Regions from separate parts of the Mus musculus genome. Here all the other regions are linked to region 1. Evidence: chromatin contacts called from public Hi-C and promoter capture Hi-C data. All regions are on one chromosome and are shown on one strand. The core of a region is the stretch at or near the end of the contact, and the rest is flanking DNA. Distances in the headings are between cores, read along the strand shown. Region 1 holds the start of Ccdc58 (coiled-coil domain containing 58). Region 2 holds the start of Lrrc58 (leucine rich repeat containing 58). Region 3 holds the start of Ndufb4 (NADH:ubiquinone oxidoreductase subunit B4). Region 4 holds the start of Ccdc14 (coiled-coil domain containing 14). Region 5 holds the start of Hacd2 (3-hydroxyacyl-CoA dehydratase 2).

Region 1 (4,686 bases), core at 748-3,247:
CCTAGATTACATTTCTAATTGAGCTGCCACACACTTGGTCAATGTTATTTATCAAATCGCAGTTGGTTCTTGAAAGTCCATTTGTGTATGAAAGTGTATGTCCACCTCACAAACACATCTGCATTTCACCTTAAGGAGCCCCAGCTGCACCGGGGAGGGTATCTGTGAGACCAGCCTGGTCCACATAGTGAGGTCCATGGCAGCCGGAGCTACATAGTGAATGTCCCAAAAGAAAACAAAAAAGCTCCATCTGGCTATAAGATGGTTAACTTACACATGCGCATATTCCAGCAGCAGCATCAACAGCAGCAAGGAACTCGGATAACACAAACTCACTGCCCTCCTTTGGTGCTGACTTTTATCACCAGGTGGTGCTACACAAGTTATTTAGCCCTGTGATTTATGTTTATTTATAAAGACAGGAGGGAATAAGATTCAAGGGGGGCGCTGTAGAAATCAGATAATGTAAATCAGAAAGCGCTTTTATTAATAAAATAGGTAAAAGTAAAAGAAATCACTGGAAGGTGCTCACAACACACCAGACACTCACAGATCACCTGGCAGTCGTTGCCCATAACATCCTTGGTGTGCTATTAAAACATTCCCCATCGGAAGTAAAATTGTTGTTAAATTGTGCAAGGAAGTCTGTCTTGGTTAGAGGCCCAGCAGAGAAGTTCCAAAACATCAGAAATCTTCCAAGACACTTTAGCTTTCCATGACGTGTGCTACAGTCTAGAAAAGTAACTACTGCCAGTGTTTAAGTGACTTTCACATAACTCACAGGTTGCTGATTCTTTTGCTTGCTCTTTTGAAAACTTTGTAATACTTAATAAACATGCACATCGAGATTTTAGATGATTAGATCTTAACTGATACAAATCAAAACCAGTAAAAGAATGAGTGCTTTTTCTCTTTCTCCGTTTTCTTTCTAGAGCAGAGTGGGTGTGAGTTTTTAAGGGTGTAAGCAATGCTGACCCATTGAAAGGTCTTTCAGTCGGTAAAATCTAACCTCTTCACCGGCTACTCTTTACGCAACTATTCTCCATGTACTATTTTTTTTTTTTTGCATTGCTTCAATTACATTTACAATATACATTACTCCAATAACAAAACGTGGAGCTATTCTTTCTCTAAAAATTTAACAACTCTGTAGTAATTTGATGCCATGGAACAAAGGATAGATCATGAAAGTTCATAAAGATGATCAAAAGGTAAGCTACCCTCTAAAGACCCTCAAGATACAAGCTGCAAACTCTCTGATTTCTCAACTTGATAATTCAAGGCTCTCTAGATTTCCCCGAGGCGGGATACGTTCACGTTACCAGACTCCAAAACACTCAACCGCTCCAATGTTTACTGAGAAAACAGGCTATAGACCTTACGTTATTAGCATAACACTTTCCCCTAAGAGAGTCCCGGCACTTACCGCACTATTGTTTAAAAGTATGTACTACCACCCACAACTTAAGGCAACAATTACTCGTATTCTGTGAGATCTTTGAGTCCCTCACCTAAAGAGGGAGGGACAAGTAGGAAGGCACAAGTAGAATAACGGATAGGAGAAAGTCAGGGTGGAAAGCATTACTTCCGTGGATAACTCTTAATAGGAGCTCACAGGAGGATGGGGACCAGGTGGAGGCATCAAGGCACTAACTTAAGATGGGAGCTGCGTGAATGAGCGCCAGATACCAGGGTCTCGGCCAGCCCCCCGCGTCTGCTAAGGCGCTGCGGTCCTCACACGGTTGCAGTAAGCAGGACACCCCCACCGGCGATGCCCCCTCCTGCCGCCCGCAGACCCGCGTCTCACCAGCCGCCAGGCGCAGGCCGCCGAGGCTCCACATGGCCACCCGCTCCGCCGACGCACAGCACCCCACGGCGGCCGCGGCGCTGGCGCTCAATGTCACCAAGGGCCCGCGTGGGGAGGGCGCTGGCGGGGTGGGCGGGGCGTGCCGGCGTGACGCAGCGGGCGTGCGGGACGTGCGCGACGAGCGGAGGATGCGGCCAAACGCCCTGCCTGCCCGGGCATGATGAAGGCGGAGGAGGGAGGGCGATGTCTGCCAACTGCGAAGCGCTGAGTAGTGTTTTAGGACTGTGCAAGCGAGTCACACACGCGGAGGGACTCGGGACCAGGGCCCTATGGCGTCCGGGCTTCGGGAATGCCCGAAGGAAGCCTGCTTTCCACTTAGCTATGTTTTTAAAAACATCTAGTCATTCTCACCGCTTGCCCACCCTCACCTCCCCAAACGCCGTTAGTTTCTCGACGCTTCTTCGAGGGGCTCATCCCTCATTAGCAACCCGATGCTCTAGGCTTAGCGAGAGGAAAGGCAACCGCCCGGGCTCACGGTATTTGCTGTCAGGCAGCACCGCGGACACCTCTGCTCCACGGTGATTGGTCGGCTGCGGGGGTCCTCGTGTTCGTTCAATATGGCGGCGCCCAGTGGCAGTGTGAACTGTGAAGAGTTCGCCGAGTTCCAGGTGATGAGGTTTTCCACACGTGGCAAGCTTGTCCAGCCTTTTGTCCCCACGTCCCAGTCGGTGCTTTGGTCCGGGAAGGGAGGATAGACAAACTGTAGGAAAAGCAAGTTGCTCAGAGCTTTTTATAGGGGAGCCTTTGGAGGTCATGGGGGCTGGGGGTGGCCTTGGAAAGCGGAGGTGCTCAGCGTAGGAGGTGCCGGAGGCTCACCGGGTCATTCTGGAGCGGTCAGGCCGAGCTCTGAAGCTGTGGGTAGGGATAGTTAATAGTTCAGTAGTTCTCCGAACTTCATTCCCAGCTTCTACCAAAACTCCCCTACTTCTAAGTTGAGATTTTGTGGGAGAGAAAAAGTGAAAGAGACCTTGTGTACTTGATAAAGTATTTGGCATAGTGCCTTTTTATGTGTGTGGTGCGATACAATGAATATTTGGAAGCTTGGGGGAGGGTTAAGTCAAATACTTGGTCTGTGCTATCGCCTTCTTGATCCCGAGAGAAGGTGTAACACTTAAGTCAAATATGTGTCTTTTTTGGTACTAAAAATTTCAAAGGTTGAATAGTTAACCAAGAATTCAAGAATAACGATCCGGATGTTGATCAATTCACAATGATGGTTCTGCTATTAAATTAGAGTTGAAGCTAAACAAAAAAACAAAAAAACAAAAAAACATGACCTTTAAAAGTGTATTTTAAGTAGAGATAGTAAAATTTGTTAAACATGTCATTTCCCTATCTGTAGTAACCGTAATACTTTGAGTAGCTTGTAGGTAGTGGTATTCTTGAAGATAACCTCACCAAATTGATTTATTTGGTAAATAATTAGGCCAAAAGTATTTTTTTAACATTTATTTTTATGGGCATCGGTGTTTTGTGGGCATGTATTTCTGTGCACCACATCTGTGCATTAGCTGCAGAGGCCAAAAGAGGGCATTGTATCTCTTAGGACTGAAGTTACAAACTTTTGCAAGTTGCCATATGGGTGCTAGGAATTGAACCTGAGTCCTCTGCAAGAACAGACAGATACTCTTATCCACTGAACCATCATCTCTCCAGCCCCTTGGCCAAAAGACCTAATGAATCTGTGAGTTTAAAAAAAAAAAAAATCAAAAGATTTGTTTACCCAGAACCAGTCTTAGCATATGTTTTAATTTTGTAAATAGGCATTAATTTTTGTTCCCACTCCTTCACAGATAGAACCAGAACATACATGAAGGTACTGTAACAATGTAAAACATTACTATGGCATTTACATTTAGATGAATTTGGTAAAATTATGAAAAACATGGTTGACTGGAATTCTCACAAATTACTAAACAAAATTAATATTCTCAAGAGTTGTTAGATCACTTTGTATGTAGGTATCCTAACCAAGAAAACCAAACAAACCAACCAACCAACCAAACAAACAAACAAAAAAAAGGGTTTTTAAAGTCACTTGAAACAAATGAGTGCTTTTAAATATGCTGCATGCAAATTGAATGAAGTTCCGGACTTGTTTACTATTTGGAGGGTTATATTTTGCATATGATGCAGGGCACAGGTATTTACAAATGCTCCTCCTAGTTTCATGGACATATTCTTAAGGCAGACTTATGTCAACATCAAAATTGATCCTTTTATTTTCAAAAGTTTTCTCATGGGCTTTCCTATGCAATCCCTGTCACTTTCTGTCAAGTTCCAACTATTAGTAATTCTTAATGTTGTTTTCACACAACTATGTATTTTAAGCTTAAAAGGTTTTTAAAGAGTTTTGAACTTTTTGCATTCCCCTTCATTGTAGCATTCCCAGAAAACATCCTATTTCCAAAGCTAAATAGAATTTTTTAAAAAGTTTAAAATTGGATGCTTCAAATCTCATTTTAACATATAATCAACAATTTACTGGGTACATTTTTTATTTTTTGGTTTTTTGAGACAGGCTTTCTCTGTGTAGCCCTGGCTGTCCTGGAATACTCTCACTCTGTAGACCAGGCTGGCCTTGAACTCAGAAATTCTCCTGCCTCTGCCTCCCAAGTGCTGGGACTAAAGGCATATGCCACCACGCCCAGCTATTGGGTACATTTTTAGCCTGTTCATGCAGCCGTAACTAAATACTACAGTCCTAAGTGACTTAAACAGCAGAAATGTGGTTTCTTAAAGTCCTGGAAGCCAGAATTCCAAGATTAGGGTTGTGTTGGGGTTGGCTTCTGGTGAGGTCTTTTCCTGGCATGCAGGCT
Region 2 (4,686 bases), core at 1,620-4,119, 1.8 Mb after region 1:
GGTGTGGTGTAGTGTGTGTGTGTGTGTGTGTGTATGTGTGTGTGTGTGTGTGTGGTGTGGTGTGTGTGTGTGGTGTGGTGTAGTGTGTGTGTGTGTGTGTGTGTGTGTATGTGTGTGTGTGTGGTGTGGTGTGTGTGTGGTGTGGTGTGGTATGTGTGTGTGTGGTGTGGTGTAGTGTGTGTGTGTGTGTGTGTGTGTGTGTGTGTGTGTGTGTGTGGTGTGTACGTGTGTGTGTGTGTGTGTGTGTGGTGTGGTGTGTGTGTGGTGTGGTGTAGTGTGTGTGTGTGTGTGTGTGTGTGTGTGTGTGTGTGTGGTGTGTACGTGTGTTGTGGTATGTGTGTGTATGTGCAGAAAAGGGACTGAGTGGAAGGAAGAAGGGGTTGGTTTGACAGGAAGGGGTAAGGAGAAGAGAACAAACACTGCATCCTCATATGCAGGACGTCTGTGTACATAATATGAAAGCAGGTCTGGCGGGAAGGGCTGGGTGGCAAGGGAGAGTGAGGGTGGATTGAAGAGGCAAAGCCACAATGATACGCATGTATAAGCAAGCTGTGAAGAACCACGTGACTTATTACACTTGCATAAAAAGTAATTATAGCCGGGCGTGGTGGCGCACACCTTTAATCCCAGCACTAGGGAGGCAGAGGCAGGCGGATTTCTAAGTTCAAAGCCAGCCTGGTCTACAGAGTGAGTTCCAGGACAGCCAGGGCTACACAGAGAAACCCTGTCTCCAAAAACCACACATTAAAAAAAATTTAATTATAAACAAATCGTGCCTGCAGTGAATGGTAGGGAGTTGAATATAAGGGCATGCACTAAAAAATGAAAATGAAGAGCTTTTCTTTACATGGGAGCCCATTCTGGTTGAGGAGATACACTGTTTACGTTGATATTGATCGTTTTCTTGTTATAGCTTCAAAAATAATACCATGTTCAACTTTTACAAGACAGTTTCTGTTCGACGATCTGCTTCCATCTAGCCTAAATTCAACAAACAGATATCGATAGCACAAATCTTTATTAAAATAGGTCATACTACAGCTCTTCAAGCAGTAGACTCTAAATTTTGTCAGTTTGCCCATTTCTTTGCTACAGCTCCATTTTCTACCCTCTTTCCTTCACTGTTTATTTAAAAAGGAGTTTCTGCCCCACTTAGGACTTTCTGCATAGCTTCAGATTCTATTATTGAGATCATCTTTCCCCTACTACCTGATGTTTACACAGGCTAGCTCTTTTTCTCAATCATGTTTTGTTTTTTTCCCTCGTTTGACATTGCTACTGCTTGTTGTTTTACCAAGAGTACACATTTTTAAAGCATTAAGTATTCTTGATCACAGTAGGGCTTCTTCTAGAATATTAGGTTGATCTGAAATAAGGTCCATTTTAAAAAAGGAACTTCCAAATCAGATGTCTTCAAGACACTTGCAGATTTTATTTTATTTTTTAGACATGGTTTCTTTTTTTTTGTTACCCTGACAGTCCTAAAACTATGTAGATCAGGCTGGTACTCACAGAGACACTCCCACCTCTGCCTCCTGAATGTTGGGATTAAAAGCAGGTACTACTATGTCTGGCACATATTTTTTAAATTCCACTCATAGATTGTTTAAACTAACAAACATGACAACTCAATCATAAAGCTTAGCTGTGAAGTAGCATGAAGTCTCTCATCTGCACAACTGAGTAGATGAGGTTATGATTTTTAGGAAAAAAAGCAATTTAATCCCACTGGTTATCACATAACCTTTTAACTTTCTTGTATTTAAGCTCGGTAAGAAACTAAGCTTTTCTCTTATTTCCACTAATGACTTTAAAATTACAAAACGAAATCTCAGAAAAGATTGACATTGAAATGGGATCAGGATGAAAATAAATCTACTGGAATTAGTGAATTAGAGCTAGAGTCAAGACTTTCCCAGTTAAATTCTATCTAGTTCTCACTTGCAGAGTGCTTTGAACGCTTTCTCCATCTGAGCTCAGTGTAAGCTAGATCTAATAAAGGGGGCTCCTATATCCAACTCCCAAGCGCATTCCCATGCCCAAGGGACCAAAGCCCACAGGAGTGATTCTGTGATTGACGTGGACAAAGTTCTTATTGGACACACAATACTTTTACAATGGTGCTTTTTGTTGTTGTTTTGGGGTTTGTTTTTTTTCCAAACAAGGTTTCACTGTATAGCTGTGGCTGTCTTGGCTCGCTCGCGTTAGACAATGCTTTAAGAAACAACAGGCAATCAGGGAAGGGAAGGTCTTCAAGCATGCTTTCCAGCTGGGGCGACAGCCATCTCCGACTTTGGCTTTAGCTTCGAAGAGGCCTTTGTTCTTCACCGTGTAGCCCTGGCTAGCCTGGGCTATGTAGGTCAGGCGGGCCTCAGACTCAGTACGGCTGCCTCTGCATTTCAGAGCGGGGACGAGAGGCGTGGGGCCACCAAGCACGTTCTCCTGAAGACATTAAATTCTCAGGCTACGTCCCCGTCATGGCTACTCTCTCTGGATCCCGCAAAAATGGGGGGGCCCCGGCCTCAAGTGAGAACAAAGGAGGCGGCGCCCCGTGACGCGCAGGCCCCCGGGCGGGATCAACAGCCCCGGAGCTGTTTACTCTGGCGGCCAAGGCCACCACCGGGTGCCACACTATAAAGGGCGAGCTGCCCGCTCCGGGGAGCCTCAGGCCTCCGGCTCGCCCACCGAGCCCCGCGACGCCCGGGCGAGCACAGCTCCCTCACACGGTTCCCGGGAGCGCCAGGCCTCGGCTCCTGCGCAGCGGACGCCGCGCCGTGCGCCACGTGAGGCGGAGCCCGGCCCCCGGAGCGGCGCGCGCACCCGGCGCCGACCATCGCGTGACTCGGAGGGCGCGCGGGGGTGAGCGCCCGGGCCGTACCGGGCCGCGCCGCGCCACTTCCGACGCGGCGCTCGCTTTAGGTTCCGGGGCGCGCCGCCTCGGCTCGCGGGCCCGGGATCCGGCGGGATGGAGGAGGCCGCGCTCGGGGAGGCCGAACTCAACTGGTCCCGCCTCAGCGTGTCGGCCGAGGCGTTGGAGTCGGAGCTGGAGGCGCGCGCCGAGGAGCGGCGCGGCGCGCGCGAGGCTCTCCTGCGGCTGCTGCTGCCCTACAACCGCCTGACGTCGCTGCCGCGGGCGTTGGGCGGCGGCTTCCCGCACCTCCAGCTCCTGGACGTGAGCGGCAACTCGCTCACGGCGCTGGGGCCCGAGCTGCTGACGCTGAGCGGCCTGCGCACGCTGCTGGCCAGGAACAACCGGCTCGGCGGCCCGGGCTCGCTGCCCAAGGGCCTGGCCCAGTCGCCGCTCTGCCGCAGCCTCCAAGTGCTCAACCTCAGCGGCAACTGCTTCCAGGAGCTGCCCGCCTCGCTGCTGGAGCTGCGCGCCCTTCAGACCCTCAGCCTGGGCGGCAACCAGCTGCAGAGCATCCCCGCCGAGATCGAGAACTTGCGGAGGTGAGCGGCGGCGAGTCCCGGGGGTGGGGAGCGGGGCGGTGGCCCGAGCTCCGTGGCACCGGGTTGGAGGGGGAGGGGGACTAGGCGAGCCATTGTCACCCGTAGCGTCTGACCAAGGGTGGGTGGGTGGGTGGTAGCCTTTGGGTTGTGTTTGGCCTGCCGCAGGTCTTCGACGCCCCCCGCGCCCCCCAATGAACTCTGGAATTCATTGTGGAGACCATGCTAACCTCAAGCTCACAGAGCTCCGCCTGCCTCTACCTCCCAAATCTGGGGCTAAAAGACATGCGCCACTAAGCCGGACTTCGCCTTCTTTCTTGAGTCTAGACAGGGAGTCAAAAGGGCTCCCGTTAACAGAGGTTGGCGATTTCTTACTGGTTAAGTCTTCCGAGACTTTCCATGCGTTTGCATCAAAGTGGCATTTAACGTGGCGTAGGAGGTGCTGACCTACTTCCTTGGTTTTTATTTCCAGTTCCCCTCTTTTCCCGATACCCAAAGTACCATTTGTGGAGTCAGTGAGCCTTGCACACACACACACACCCAGAAAGGCAGCTTCACTAAATTGTGGGGTTGGGGTTGGGTACAAAAAAAAAAAACAAAAAAACCCAAAAACAACAACAACAAAAAAAAACCACGCTGCGCTTCCTTTGACCCTGAGGAACTATTCACATTTCAAAATTTTATCTTAGGAGTCTTTTCTGTAATTCTAAAAAAAAAAAAAAAAAAAAAAAAAAAAAAAAAAAAAACTGTTCCCAGGACAATTAGAGCCAAATTACTTCCTCTGTGTGTCACACATCATACCATTGTATCTGTGTTACTGTATGTTACTGAATGTGATTCCTTCTTTACAGGAACTGTCTGTCCTATCTCCTAGTGGCTTAGTCAGTAGTGTACTGGAGTGAGGAGGTGCAGAGAGGATAATAGAAGTGCTCTAATGTGCCCTGCAGGGGAGTCAAAGCAAAACAAGAAAGCATCTTCCACTTGTTAAATATTTTTCCTCTCTTTTAATTGGTTAGCCAAGATAAAAGAATGTGGAGCCAGAAAGAACCTTCGAGTTAACAGGGAAAACATTGACCCAGGAATAAGACTTTTTCTTCACATCTCACCCTTCTGCTGGTCACTTAGCACTTCCTGTTTGCCAAATGAGGCATCTGGACACAGTGTCCCTTAATTTGCTCCTCGATAGATGTTTACACAGTACTTGATGTGTCCCAACATTTTCCTAAGTTCTGGGGCTAA
Region 3 (4,686 bases), core at 736-3,235, 1.6 Mb after region 1:
TACAAAACAAACAAACAAAAACAAGATGCCCAAAGCCCTGTTCCAAACAGGTGCTTCCTTCCCTGGTGCACGCAGGGTTGACCCCACCCTTATTTTCTGTACCACTCACCACCGGCTCAAACACCAAATGATTCAGATTTCTAACGCACTTAGTATTTGTCATCCCCATTCCAAACACAGGTAGCTCTACAAGGCCAGGGACTTCCAGCTGGCTTTGTACTCTCAACTCAGCATCTTCGTCTCATAATAGGTCCTGAGCAGTTATTTTTGACCTAATTAGTTACCCCTAAAGACTAGACAAAGGGTGCACAAGTTTTGGCTGGTAAACGATTAATGGGGCAGCTAAGGAGGCAGGTGTCTCTATTTCTATTAGAGATGCGAAATGGAAACTTCCCTGGGTTACAGAGATCAAAAAACAGACGACTGGGGGTTCAAACTTCACATCTGACTGAGGCCTTACTCTAGTTACTTTTAAAAAGTTAAACAAACAAACAGGCCCCGTGTTGTGGTTCATGCCTTTAATGTGAGCACTCACAAAGCGGAGGCAGGTTGATCTCTGTGAGTTCAAGGCCAGCCTGTTCTACATACTGATTTCCAGGACAGCCAGGGCTGCTGTATATTCAGACCCTGTCTGAAAAAAAAAAAAAAATAGTAACAATCCCATGCTATCTAGCTTATAGTATAGAACAGGTGTATCTCTTTCACCATGTAAACAAAGGTCTGCTTGAGGATACTCTATCTGTGCAGAAGGTAATATAAGTCACACAGACTAGGGTGTGTGACCTGTTTCTGGGTGTCACTGTCCATACAGTCTCATCTAGAAAGCCAAGAGACTAACACAGTAACCTCTGTGAATGACTGCGACATTTAATTTTTTTAAATGTCTTTCAGACCAGGCATGGGTTTCAAGTGGCAGTAACCCCAGTATGTGAGGCTGTGGCTGGAGGACCTGGCATTCTGAGCCACCTGGAGACTAGCATTGAACCTGACCACTTTGTGTAACTTTCCCTTGGTTGTTCTAACTTTCAAAAATGATAGAGAATATGTATGCAATTGTTGGAAAATCTTTATTTAAAAAAAAATCCCATTTGAGATATTTAGACAGCTTTTACAGAAGAAACTGTCTAAAAGCACACTTGCCAAAATATTTTTTTAGTGATGTATGTTACATACATAGTAATGCTACGTACTTTCTTGTTTGATTTCACAAATCTGACGGATGCACACCATTTTCCACGAGAACACAAAAAAGCTATGGTTTGAGAGGGATTACGTAAATTGCCCAGGGATCATAGTTGGTTATTATATGGGGCCATGAGGTCTGCTTCCAAAGCCGAATGCATCAAAGCCTCAGCTTCTATAACACACTTCATTTGAACAACCCCTATTCTCAAGAGAAAGAAAGAAGTGTCCTTGAGAGTTAGGAGCTGAATGGCACAAAACAGCTTTTTATGCAGTACACTTGGGAGAACCGGGCTTGAGCACGCCCTTTTCGAGGAAGATACTGTGCTAGATTAGTCAGTCATGTGTTAATCTGCCTCAAAAGATATGAAGGACCATATTATGGCCATGTTTCAGACAAGAAAGCCGAGACTATGCAGAGTGGAACAAGTTTCTCTAAACCAAGGGGGAAGCCGTCCGATCCCTTTGACCACTGAGCCGAAGGCCGAAGTTGAAGGGCCAAGGGCTGTGCGGCTCGGGGCCGGTGTCCAGCACACGGAGGGAGCTGGGCGGCCCCGCGTGTGCCCACGCGAGATGCGGCTGCCCCGGCCCACAGTCCCGCCCGGCCCCACTCACGATGTGCGACACGCGTTTGGGGTCGTTGTACTGAAGCAGATACTCCCGTTTAAGCCGGGCCCTTATGCTCAAGCGCTCGACCTGCGCCCTTCTGGTCTCCGGAGACACGTCATACTCGGCAGGGTCGAGGGTACTGGGGAGAGTGGCCAGGGGCGCAGGCTTATACTTGGAACCCGACATCTTGACTCCCGGCGCACATCTGCGCCTGCGCGGATATGAGGGCTGCCCTCTCGAGTCTGACCTTCAGGCTCAGGAAGTGCGCCTGCGCGCGCACAAGGCGCTCTGGCAGGAAGGGGCGGGAGAGGGGTGGGGTTCGAGGCTGGGTGGAGCCTTTGCCAATCCTCCTTCACGCCCTCGTCCCGCGTATTCTGCGCGTGCGCACTGCTTCTCGTTTTGCCTCCTCTTGTCTGGTGGTAAACTCCTTTTCTCTCTGTGCTACTACTTGTTTGCAGAACTGATTTCCTGAAGTTGAGTAGACTAGAGGAGACTGGGAAACTGGGTTGTCTGTGACTCCTGAAGTCCTACAGTCCAGGGTGGGTTCTTCCAACCTGGGTGACCTTGTCATTAGTCAAGGTCATTAGTGTCTCCCAAATTTCCTTTTTCTTACCCTGGAGAAATGACCTTGACTCTGCACTCCTAGCAAGGTTGTTGGAATTAAATGAGACATTGAAAACAATGAAATTGCTTTTCAAACATTTCCCTAGCTACGCCCCACCCCAAACAAAAAAGAGAATAAGCTTTCTAAAGGTTACCACTTTAGGACCAATCCACTGTTAACCCCAAAGATGGGAGGAGAAAGACCACCGACTCAGATCATCTCGTCCAGATTAATTAAAGTCAGGTTTTTATTCCTGTACACGAGCTGCCTCCCCCTGCCTCCTCCTAAGGCAAGGTTCATTGGATGTGAGGAAGGCTTTTATAGCTCAGAGGTAGAGGAGTTCTAAATGGGGGATTTGTGGCAAAATAGGAGTTACAGGAGCAGAATATAGGCATAATAAGTTAGTCTCCTGAAACAAAGACACAAAGGCAGTCATAACAGCAGGTAGTCATACAAGGTACCCATACAAACCTTTTGCAAGATAAACATTAACTTTTTGAAACAAAAATGTGAGTGCTATTCCTGGAACAGGCAGTACAGAACCATTTGTAGTTAAGGTTACAGGTGGGGCATAGCCCAATCTTTGATTAATTAACAGCTTTAATTCATCAAGTTAATTTGTTTAACTTAGTTTGTCTTTACTATCAGATGGCTTTTAAACCTAAGATGGAGGCAGACTGGTTCTTCACCACCTAAGTATAAGCTTATCTTTTGAAGACATAAAATACTGTTTAAAAGGAGAGTGGGGTTACAGAGCAAGTTTTACCTGGCTGTAGTAGATCAGAAAATAATAAAGAATGAAACTCCTGAGTAAATACCTTAGTGAAAATGCAAACAAAACAAAACAAAAACACCTCTCTTAAATCCTCAGCACTCCTCAGGTGCTGAAAGTAAAAGACATCCTTTCAGATAGGAAAGTAACAAGCAGAATAACAGTGCATTCCCGCAAACCCTTGGGAGGCTGAGGCAGGAGCTCTGAGCTCAAGGCCGGCCTGGGGTACACCACAAACCTCTGTTTCAAGAGAATAAGAACAGGAAAGATGATTTGGAGAGTAAATGAAGGTAACATGCAGCTCTCAGCATCTCTGCACCTCCCGCTCCCATCCCCCCTCCAATGCTCCACCCCCTGTCACCACCCCTCCTTACTCCCTCCCACTCACACTCCTCACTCCCCCACCCCCACCCCCACACACTATCACTAAGGGGAAAGATCAACTTCAAGGCACACAGCAGGGTCCTTAGCTTCCCATAAAACACTCCTCAGGAGGCAACAATGGAAACAATAACACCAACAAGGAAAGCTAGATCAAAAAAGAGCTTCAACTTGGCTCAAACTTCCGGGGACATGTAGGTATGTGGGGGGAGTGGTTGCTAGGCAGTGACAGGGCCTAGAAAGTGTTGGCACTGAAGTGATGAGCAACAGCACTGCTGTCAAATTTATTCAACACTCTAATACTGTTTTAAAATATTTATTAAGCACCCCTGCATGAAGCATACCTTACACCATTCCGTCTTAGTCAATCTTCTGGGCTCAGTAGAGAAATTACACAAGAAATGGAAGCTGGATCCTTGTTATCCGCCCCCCCCACCCCCCCACCCCCCCACCCCCCCGTAGCTGACAGTCATGCAGTGAACAGGCAGAGCAGGATATCTGCAAAGTAGTTCCATGTCCAAATGAATATGAAGCTAAATCGACTCATAAGAAAGCCTGCTTCAGGGCAGTAGAAAAATTATTACACTCAATTTAAAGAAGGGGGGCGGGAGGGACGGGGATGGAGAAGGGGAGGAGAGGGGAAATGGGGGGGGGGAAGAAAGTTGTTCTCAAAGATGCAGGTTTAGGATGTAAAATTCTAAATAATAAATAAGATTTTAAAAAACCCTTTTAAGACATTGATATGGGAAGAGAAGGTGAAAAGAATAAAGGAATTCAGGGAGTATGTGAGTATAAGCTGCCCATTTACAAAGTTGGAAAGGGATGTATTTGTGAAAGAGAAGCATTATTAAAGTGAAATATTTGCATGCGTTTAAGGGGTTATTCCTGTGCTTTTGAGTTCTCATAAACATGACTCAAGATGACTGTTAAAGGCCTGGGATTTGGCTTTGTTTTGCAGGGACATACAATTCACTGAGTGCTTACTGTGTATCACATGCTACTCTGTTCTATGTATTTCAAGTCCTCAAATACCGGTTATTCCCACTGGAATAATGATGGGATGCCTTGTCAGTTTCCATGACGATGGGTTTCACGGGACGTTTTCATCCACATGTCTAATGTATGTTGATCGTATTCA
Region 4 (4,686 bases), core at 1,313-3,812, 1.4 Mb before region 1:
GTTCCTTAGCTAAAAGGACTAGAATCTAGTGTGGTCTCTGACCCACAGCATAGAGCTCAACAAGGCTATAGAGTACATGTGACCTCCCCTAAGGATGGGTAATGGCCTAGGGAGGAGAGTCTGGGACAGTCATGCTGGGGACTGGGTGAGAGCTACTCCATAGACAGCAAAGAGTTTATCAGGCTGTTAACAAAACCCACTCCTGGCTTTCTGGATGAAATAAATGTTTTTTTGTTTTTTTGTTTTTTTAATTTCCTTCATTGGGGAGACACCCCTGCATGCTGAATATACCCAGTCCTAGTGATTACAAGAAGCTCCGTGCCCACACCAGGATCCAATGCCCTCTTCTGGACTCTGAAGGCTTTGCACTCATGTGCACAAACCCATACAGGGACACACACACACACACACACACACACACACTTATAAAGAAAGAGAAAGGGAAACATCCTTGATTTCAGGTGAATGCTTACCAGAAGGATGGGGAAAGAAAGGAGAGTTTTAAGGTCATTTAGGTATGGTCAACCTTTTGAAATTTGAAATTGAGGCATAAGGTTGCCACCTACAAAGGTCACACTGGAGAACCCCAATAGAGCTTGTACTGGCTGGTTTTATGTGTCAACTTGACACAGGCTGGGGTTATCACAGAGAAAGGAGCTTCAGTTGGGGAAGTACCTCCGTTAGATCAAGCTGTGGGGTATTTTCTCAATTAGTGATCAAGGGGGAAAGGCCCCTTGTGGGTGGGACCATCTCTGGGCTGGCAGTCTTGGGTTCTATAAGAGAGCAGGCTGAGCAAGCCAGGGGAAGCAAGCTAGTAAAGAACATCCCTCCATGGCCTCTGCATCAGCTCCTGCTTCCTGACCTGCTTGAGTTCCAGTCCTGACTTCCTTGGTGATGAACAGCAGTATGGAAGTGTAAGCTGAATAAACTCTTTCCTCCCCAACTACTTCTTGGTCATGATGTTTGTGCAGGAATAGAAACCCTGACTAAGACAGAGCTACTAAAAATAAATTGCAAAACCTTCACCTCATCATTTTAAGTAAGATTTAAGATTTGTTTTAGGTGGCATTCATAAGTATCCTGGGGAACATGCTGCCTTGTGGCCAACACAACTAATACTAAAATCCCTCCACTTGGAGTGTTTACTATACAGATGGGAAGATTTTACTTGTGGAATATGTATATGTGTATATATATGCATATAATTTTATTTATATAATGTATATATTTTTATTTTATTTATTTTTAAATTCTTACATGTATAGATGTTTTCCTTGTGTGTATGTCTGTGTACTACATGCTGGGGACCAGAGGCCAGAAAAGCGCACTGGATTCCCTGGAACTGAAGTTGTAGACAGCTGTGAGCTGATGCTAGGAATTGAACTCAGATCCTCTGCAGTTGTATCTAGTGCTCTTAACTTATGTGCTACCTATTCAGCTACATTTTAACTAATTTTTTTAAAAAGAATTATTTATTTATTTTATATATGTGAGTACACTGTAGCTGTTCAGACACACCAGAAGAGGGCATCAGATCCTATTACAGATGGTTGTGAGCCATCATGTGATTGCAGGGAATTGAACTCAGAATGTCTGGAAGAGCAGTCAGTGCTCTTAACCACTAAGCCATCTCTCCAGCCCCATTTAAATTCATTTTTTAAAAAAGGTTTATTTAAGTAGGGTGTGATAGCATACACCTTTAGCACCAGCATTAGGTAGGCAAAAACAGGAGGGTCTTTGTGAATTTCAGACCAGTATGGTCTACATTGTAAGTTTCAGGCCAAGCAAAATTATGCGCGCGCGCGTGTGTATACATATATATCCTTCTTTAAAATGTCGTATGCATATGTGAGTACCACTTGTACAACTGGTGCCTGAGGAGGCAGAAGAGAGTACTAGATCTTCTGAAATTGGAGTCACATGGTTGTGACCCACTACCTGTGGGTATCCAACCTGAGTTCTTTGCAAGGGCAAGAGTTGCTCTTATCCACTAAGTCTCTACAGGTCCCAGGGTTTTAAAATCAACACAACCCTTTTTTTTTTTTTTTTTTTTTTTAACAAAGGTAGCCATCTTACCATAGAAAGAAGAGTCAACCGGGTTAATTTCTCTCCAACTTGATTTAAAACAATCCCAAATATAGTGTCTCAAACACCATTCTCTATTTAGTGCAGCTATCAGTGGTAAAAAATACTGCCATCCTTTATCAACAGCAATTATCTCGATAGAAAAAGTAGACAGCCAAACCATTGAACACTGTTCAGGTTAGATTTCTATTGACTCTCAAGAACAAATACACTTAAAACAGTACACAAAGCTTCTGAAATCCAGCGGTAGTCCTTTACCCAATGGGCTAGCAGGCCCTGGTTCCCACTTCAACCAGTTTGAAGAATGCTGCAAAGCCAACGAGTTCCTCGCCCCGCCCCTCCCGCAAGGCCCCGCCCACATCAGGCCCCGCCCCCGCGTCCGCCCCGCCCCCCGGGCCGTCTGTTGGCCTCTCCCACTCTCCGCCTGGGCGTGGCAAGCTGGAGCACGCGGAGTCTGTTGCGCACGCCCAGGGCTCCAGGTTCCGACCCGAAGGAAAACCTTTTAGCGCCAAGGAGGCTATGAGTCCCGGCGGTCCGCGGCCTTCTTCCCGGAAGCGGAAGCTCAGGGGGCGGGACAAGGGAGGTCCGGACATCTCGGCGGTTAATTCTTTTTTTCTCAAGTATTCGTTTCCCTACGCCTGGGCTCTTCTGAGGCTGAGAGAAATGGTCAGGTCCGGATCTCGACCGGGCCAGGTGAGGGCTGCGGACCTGATGAGTCCACTGTGGGGTGGCGAGAGGCGAGGGGGATTTAGGAAGGTGCTAGAAAAAAAATAGTAACTGCGGCGCGCCCGAAGTGGTGAGGACGTCCCTAGATGAATGCTTTATTCAGGGCGGCCGTGCCAGTCTTCCAGAGCGCAGTTTGGTGTCAGACCCCGGGTTCGAAGCCCAGCCTTTATCACCAGTGCAGTGACCTCCTTCCCGCTCTGTGCTTTGCAGTTGTTTCCAATATTACGTAGTTATCCAGCAATTGTGCCTCTACAAAGCCAGTAATTTGCCCGACTTGGTCATTTGTCCGACTGCCTAATAACATCTCTATCAGAGAAGTTCTTAGGATCTTAGCTTGAGTTAATCCTCTCCCCGGATTCAGCTTCTCGGTGCTTCTCTTAACTGATCTTCTGTCTCTGTTGTTGGAGTCTCCCAGTAAGTGGCTGTACCCGCCCTCCGTTCTCAAACGCGTGACTCTTGATGTTCTCTAGTAACTGCTCCAAGTACGACAGGGAAACCCATTTTCAAGATACACATTTGGCTTGGAACAGAGCCATTTTGGATCCTTTGCAGTTCCCGCCCCATCCAATCAGGTCCAATAGAGCTAAACTAGTTTTAGCCCTGCTGTGCCCTGGGCGTTCTGACCTTTCGTGCTCCCACGTCTTTTCAAATTATGGTGGGCCTGTTAATTCTATTTTCCTTCTAGCCCTCATGTCAAGAACCGTCTCTAGAATATTTTTCCAACACCATCACATCTCCGCTAGTTGGGCGTGCTTCAGGCCACCTTCCGCATCTTGCAATCTTCCACAAATCACTTCATGTTGGACCTGGTGCTAGTCTACTACTAGAATATTTCATCTCTGTCTTGGAGATTTAGAAAGCACTTGGCATATAGTAGACTTGGGGTTTTACTTTGTTTCCCACCATTTAACAACATACCTATAATGTTGTCTTTCTTGCTAATGTATATTTTGCACTCCCCCCTCCCCCCCAAAAAAAAAACCCTGTCTTGAGACTTCCTTTTTTGAATGGTTGCATGTTGTCAATATGTCTAGGGAAATATGCTGTAGTCATCAAAGAAATGGAAGTTAAAATATTTTCTATCACAAAATAAGTATTGGTGATGGTGTTGAGAAATTGGTACTCTTGTATAGTCCTGGTGAGAATATAACTAGTATAGCTTCCTCAGAAAATAAGCCGAGCACGACAGTGCACAAGTGTAGCCCTAGTATTTGGGAACCCGAGGCAGGAGGATCATGAGCTCAAGGCCAACTTGAATAACAGTGAGATCCAGTCTCAAAAAAACCCAAACCACTTAAAGTAGAGCTAAGGTGACCCAGCCAGCTTCATTACTGGTACTTATTCAAAAGAGCTGAAATCAAGATTTTAAAGAGCTGTTTGCGATTCCTTGCATTGTTGCATTCGTCGCAACAGCTAAGACATAGAAACAACCTAAATATCTCTGAGTGAGTGGGTAAAGAAATTACGGTCACATACATCTAATGGAATATTACTCAGCCTTAAGGGAGGTCTGCCGTATGCAGTAGCAGTGTGTGTGATGTGTGAGACTGACTTAGTGGACTCAGCTGTTCCTAGAGGACAGCTGCTGCTTGCTTTCCCATACGTGTGTCTGAGGTAGCCCAATTCAGAAGCAGAGCCGTGGCTATAGAGAGCATGGGGTTGCTACTCAATAGGTATAAGTTTTAAGTGTACGAAATCTAGGAGTCAGTGAGATATATTGTACCTGTAGGTAATACTTTATTTTGTTAAGATAGAGGAGATGTTAAATATTTTTGTGACATTCTCTATTTAAAAAAAAAAGATCTAACAAAGCTCTGGAATTTGGTTAAAAATGTTAAAGTATCCAACTAGAAGGAGCTCCCTTCCTGATTGACT
Region 5 (4,686 bases), core at 1,446-3,945, 1.0 Mb before region 1:
TATCAGCTCCTATCAGATGCTGGATGGAGTTTCTTTGTTGACAATTTTGGTAGGCTCTGGCCCACAAGTATAGTAAAGTCTCAGTAAGAATTGTCTCATTGATCTTTGTTTTTTTTTCTGGTTGTGTTTGGTTCTATCCTAGGTGTCTGTCTGGGCTATCCAGCTCTGGTTCCTGGCCTTCAGGGAGTGTCAGGTCCATTGGGCTCCCTCTCCTCTCATGGCTCTTAAGCTAGACCAGTCATTGATTGGCCACTCCCACAAATTCTGAGCCACCTTTACCCCAGCACACTTTCAGAAAGGAGAAATTGTAGGTTGAAGGTTTTGTGGCTAGGTTGGTGACCCAATCCCTTTTCTGGAAGTCTTGCCTGGTTACATCAGATGGCTGATACAGGCTCCATATTCCCCATCACTATGATTCTTGGGAGTTTCCATTGCATGGAGTTTCTACCTTGCTCCTGAAATGCCTCCCAATTCCAGTAGTCTCTCCCAGGACTCTCTTCCTCTACTCACCCCTCATCTGACCCATCCTGTTTCCATCCCCACTTGTTCCTAGTCAACCCACAAAATCTATTCTATCTCCCCTCCCCAGTGATATTTATGTGTAATTAAAAAGATCACCTGTACTTTGCAGAGCTGATGGGTATAAATAACTACAAAAATATATTCTGAGTTTTAAGTTGATTTCCAACTTTATGCCTTTGTGACTCTTACTTTCCTATTGTATTATACTGAAAAGAGAGTCAGTTAAATGAATGAGAGTTTTAAAGTGAATGATTGTTTTGAAAAATAGTTCACTCCTTTATGAGAGGTGCGGGGGTGGTTTGCATTTTTGGATTTTAGTTTTTGGGGTTTTTTTTTTGGCTTGGTTTTTATTTTATTTAAGATTTATTTATTGTAGGAGTGTTTCACCTGCATGTATGTATATGTACCATGTGTGTGCTTGGTGATTTTTGAGGTCAGATGATGGAGTAAGGGATGTTGAAAACTAAACCTGTACCTTCCTCCTTCACATGTTCTTTTAAAAGTCAGGGGAAAAGGCAGCAGGATGTCTTTACAGTCTTTGAGAGCAGGTAAGGATGAGAATTCAGCAATTTCTCTGCTCCTACCTCTCAGTTTCTGGGGGTGCATCATGACTTTCAATCCTAGCATCCTGAAGCTCTCAAATCTCTAGCCTGCAGGTCTTCCTGAACCTCAGAGTCTAAATCTAATTGTCTCTTCCACATTTCCACTTACATTTCTAAAAAGGATTTCAAGCTAAACATAAAAGTCCTGACTTCTGCCTTCAAACTTACTTCTTCTTCTTCTTTTTTTTATTTTTTGGTTTTTGGTTTGGGGAGACAGGGTTTCTCTGTGTAGCCCTGGCTGTCCTGGAACTCACTCTGTAGACCAGGCTGGCCTCGAACTCAGAAATCCGCCTGCCTCTGCCTCCCAAGTGCTGGGATTAAAGGCCTGAGCCACCACCGTCCAGCTCAAACTTACTTCTTTTTACAGCTTGTTCTCCCAAGCAATCTGAATGCTCCTTTTACCTTCCTTTAAAACCAAATGTTCTACCCAACACATTTCACTAACTCTAAAATATTCTGAGAATTCAATGTTCCTCACTTCAACTATTATCACACTGGCTTAAATCACTATCATTGTGACCTGGATCATTGTAATAATTTTCTGATACCACTTTTCACCAGCTAATTCATATCGATTCATTCCTGGATCCTTCTGTGTAATCTCTTGAAGACTGACGACGTTTGTTTCTTTCATTTATTTTGAAATATGTATATTTTCCAATACAACCTTGTATATGCTCCACAAGTACTTCTTGGAATCAATACATATTTTATTACATTACATAAATGCCAGTATATTTATGAACACTGATAGTAAGGTACTTTTTATGAAGAAAGTACTAAAAAAAGAAATGAGTGGGGTCAGCAGATTAAAGGAGCTTTCAGAAGTTATTTCTGATCTAACTCAGTAGAAGTATTTCCCTCCCACCTAGCCCATAACCTGTAGGTATAAACAACTCTTTACTGCCTTACAAGGTCCACCACTAACCACTGATTGACCTTAATCCTCTTTAATAAAAAGCAGGCCTACAAATGGAGAAAAACTGGCTAACCTTTAGAGACTGTTGGGAGTGTCCAAGAGAGCAGGTTTAAAAAAAAAAAAATCCAAAGACAGGGAAGAAATTGTTGAAGGCTATTTCCCCGAGTTGGCTACAATTAGAAGAGAAAGATAATATGTTACAAAAATGCTGGTTCCTTCTGCTCTCTGAACAGGACACACAGCTTAACTGACGTCAATCACCCTCTAGCTACTTGGGCAACTGTGTACAGGGGTAAAGATACCTGGTACCTGGTAGAGGCTAAAGTTACCGAGGACCAGGACATATCATTTGGATCCAGCAGGAAGAGATGGTCATAAGATAGCAAATGACCAGAGACAAATTATCCGTAAGAACAGGCCTGACAAGTGAGGCCCAGGTTCACATTAACCTGATCAAACCTGGCGCTGGATGCCCACACGGATTGTGCGCCGGAAGTTGGGAGGAAATTACCCCTATCCAAGATGGCGGCTACGGAGACGAGCGCCTGGAGCGTCTTTGCCCTCATCCAAGATGGCGGCCCCCGTGGGCGCTGTCCCGGCTCCGCCCCGTGCCGCGGCCCCGCCTCTCCCTCGTCCCTTCCTCCGCCCCCTCGTAGAGCCCAGTTGGGTCTGAGGTGCAGGCGCGAGGGGAGCGGGGTTGCGGGCGCTTGACATGGCGGCAGCGGCGGCGACTGCAGCGACCAAGGGGAATGGGGGCGGCAGTGGCCGAGTCGGGGCTGGCGACAGCAGCGGCGCGCGGAAGAAGAAGGGCCCCGGGCCTGTGGCCACGGCGTACCTGGTCATCTACAATGTGGTGATGACGGCGGGGTGAGGCTGGAGCTCCCTCCCCGGGGAGGCGGGGAGCGAGCTCTGTGACCGGCGGGGTCGGACCCGCAGCCCGGGGCGGCCGCGGGGCGAGCATGGGGCAGGCTGGCCGCAGAGCTGCCTGGTCAGGGCCGCGGCGGGGCGAGCGGGCGGGCGGGCGAGCGGGCGGGCCACAGGTGCGGCGCGGCGCGGCGCGGAGGCCAGCCCCGGGCGGCCGGTCAGCACTTCCCCAGCCCGGCGAGGAAGCCCGCCTGGCTGCGGAGATCATTCATTTAGGCGGCCGCTTTCAAAACCCAGGCGGGAGCGTTCGTCTGGGAGGCGGTAGGAACGTGGTCGAAGTTTTCCGCCAGCCGCCCGAGCCGGAGCGGTCCGAGACCGGGGCGGAGACTTTGGAGGGGGATTACTTAGATTTTCTTGGGGCAAGTTGAGATAGGGAGAGAATCGACTCTGGGGATGGTGTCTACCCCATTTCAAGTCTGTCTCTTCATAGCAGGGCTTTTAGTTCCAGTTCTCACACAACTCGCCCTGGGACTTTGAAGAAACCTGCTTCTTTCTCTGGGTCTCTAGTGGGTTTGGTTTTTTTTTTTTTTTGTTTGTTTTTGTTTTTTTGTTTCCCCCCCAGTTAGGTAGAGTTGGGCTAGGTGAATCCAGTTTCGCAATCCGGTGGTTTTGGTGAGCTGGATCACCATATAAATTTAAATTGTCAGGAAATTCCTAAGTCGTAAAACTTCTTAGGTGCAATTTCTCCTGCCTTCTGTTCTCCCTTCCCTTTTCTCTTTCTTTTCCCGTTTTTTTTTTTTTTTTTTTTTTTTTTCTTTTTTCTTTTTGACCAGAACTCATTATGTAGTCCTGGCTCGCCTGGAACTTGTGATTCTCCTGCCTCAATCTTGTGACTGTTGGAATCAGGGGCCTGTGCCACACCACTCTTGACTCCCTAGCAAGCATTCATCCGTTTGTTTACTGGTGCTGGCGATTGAACTTAGGGCCTCACACTTGCTTGTACTCTACTACTGTGCTAGCACTATGGCTTTTTTTTTTTTTTTGTAAGACTTTCAAGTATACAGAAAAAATTTAAAACTGTATTTTGAAAATCCATTCTTAATTATCTTTTACAGTAGGAAATACGTTGGCAGGGATCAAAACTTAAAATATACACAAAATGCATATATACGGTGAAACCCTGTTTCAAATCACTTTACTTGAATCAGCTAATTTTGTATGTTCCTCAGATGCTGGTATTAGCACAGGCCAATAATACACACTTGCACAAACGTTGTAAGCCTAAAGAAATTATGTTGCTTTTTAATGAAGAAATAGGCTTGGAGGGTGGTAGGCTGATTGTTAGTATTGCAGATAGGAGGTGTTGAAACAACATGCCCTCAGGCTGGGCATGGTGGATCTCTGAGTTAAAGAACAGCCTGGTCTCCAGAGCAAGTTTCAGGATAGCCAGGGCTACACAGTGTAATCCTGTCTCAAAGAAAAACAAAACCAAAAAGACAAAAAAGAAAAAGAAAAGAAAGGAACACAGGCTTGCATGTGATTATACAAGTTCTCAAAATCCCTGGATCTAAACTTAAGTCAATAAAGAACTATTGCAGCTACAAGTTGTTGTTCTCATAAATGTCCCCAGATTATTATTTTTTTAGGAGAACATTTAGAACTCTCTCTATACACATATATGTACGATTCCTGTTCTAGCAAAGATGTTGGTAGAAGCATTGTATTGAAGAGCGATGTCACAGTCCTCTAATGAGGAAAGACCTCCTTTCTGGGCGATGA

The links. Promoter capture Hi-C pulls out the DNA fragments that hold promoters and counts their contacts. A called contact is a pair of places that touch in the nucleus more often than the background predicts.
Region 2: a contact with region 1 is called in a promoter capture Hi-C map of pre-B cells, with 5 times the contacts expected there. The contact joins the promoter of Lrrc58 here to the promoter of Ccdc58 in region 1. A contact is called at or near these places in 4 of 39 promoter capture datasets (the C10 cell line, liver and pre-B cells) and 2 of 115 datasets of contacts at active chromatin or transcription factors (astrocytes and large pre-B cells).
Region 3: a promoter capture Hi-C map of pre-B cells shows a contact between it and region 1, with 7 times the contacts expected there. The contact joins the promoter of Ndufb4 here to the promoter of Ccdc58 in region 1. A contact is called at or near these places in 6 of 39 promoter capture datasets (the 3T3-L1 cell line, the C10 cell line, embryonic stem cells and 2 more), 4 of 484 Hi-C or Micro-C datasets (CD4 T cells, CD8 T cells and pre-B cells), 1 of 115 datasets of contacts at active chromatin or transcription factors (astrocytes) and 1 of 9 other capture datasets (liver).
Region 4: a promoter capture Hi-C map of pre-B cells shows a contact between it and region 1, with 3 times the contacts expected there. The contact joins the promoter of Ccdc14 here to the promoter of Ccdc58 in region 1. A contact is called at or near these places in 2 of 39 promoter capture datasets (the C10 cell line and pre-B cells) and 1 of 484 Hi-C or Micro-C datasets (CD4 T cells).
Region 5: a contact with region 1 is called in a Hi-C map of B cells, with 6 read pairs. The contact joins the promoter of Hacd2 here to the promoter of Ccdc58 in region 1. A contact is called at or near these places in 1 of 39 promoter capture datasets (pre-B cells) and 2 of 484 Hi-C or Micro-C datasets (B cells and CD4 T cells).

The regions. Positions count from the first base shown.
Region 1 is chr16:36,069,663-36,074,348 of GRCm38.p6, forward strand. It overlaps Ccdc58 (coiled-coil domain containing 58), which reads left to right and starts at 1,998. Exons shown (of 5, transcript NM_198645.2): 1 at 1,998-2,475. The coding sequence starts at 2,425. Fam162a (family with sequence similarity 162, member A) reads right to left here and starts at 1,899. Exons shown (of 5, transcript NM_027342.2): 1 at 1,808-1,899. The coding sequence starts at 1,841.
Region 2 is chr16:37,865,531-37,870,216 of GRCm38.p6, forward strand. Lrrc58 (leucine rich repeat containing 58) reads left to right here and starts at 2,870. Exons shown (of 4, transcript NM_177093.3): 1 at 2,870-3,450. The coding sequence starts at 2,966.
Region 3 is chr16:37,652,383-37,657,068 of GRCm38.p6, forward strand. Ndufb4 (NADH:ubiquinone oxidoreductase subunit B4) reads right to left here and starts at 1,986. Exons shown (of 3, transcript NM_026610.1): 1 at 1,798-1,986. The coding sequence starts at 1,977.
Region 4 is chr16:34,688,054-34,692,739 of GRCm38.p6, forward strand. It overlaps Ccdc14 (coiled-coil domain containing 14), which reads left to right and starts at 2,563. Exons shown (of 13, transcript NM_172824.3): 1 at 2,563-2,778. The coding sequence starts at 2,605. Gm35150 (a long non-coding RNA gene) reads right to left here and starts at 2,653. Exons shown (of 4, transcript XR_876043.1): 1 at 2,585-2,653.
Region 5 is chr16:35,019,726-35,024,411 of GRCm38.p6, forward strand. Hacd2 (3-hydroxyacyl-CoA dehydratase 2) reads left to right here and starts at 2,696. Exons shown (of 7, transcript NM_023587.2): 1 at 2,696-2,910. The coding sequence starts at 2,756. LOC105246106 (a long non-coding RNA gene) reads right to left here and starts at 2,620. Exons shown (of 5, transcript XR_876048.3): 1 at 2,346-2,620; 2 at 2,117-2,213.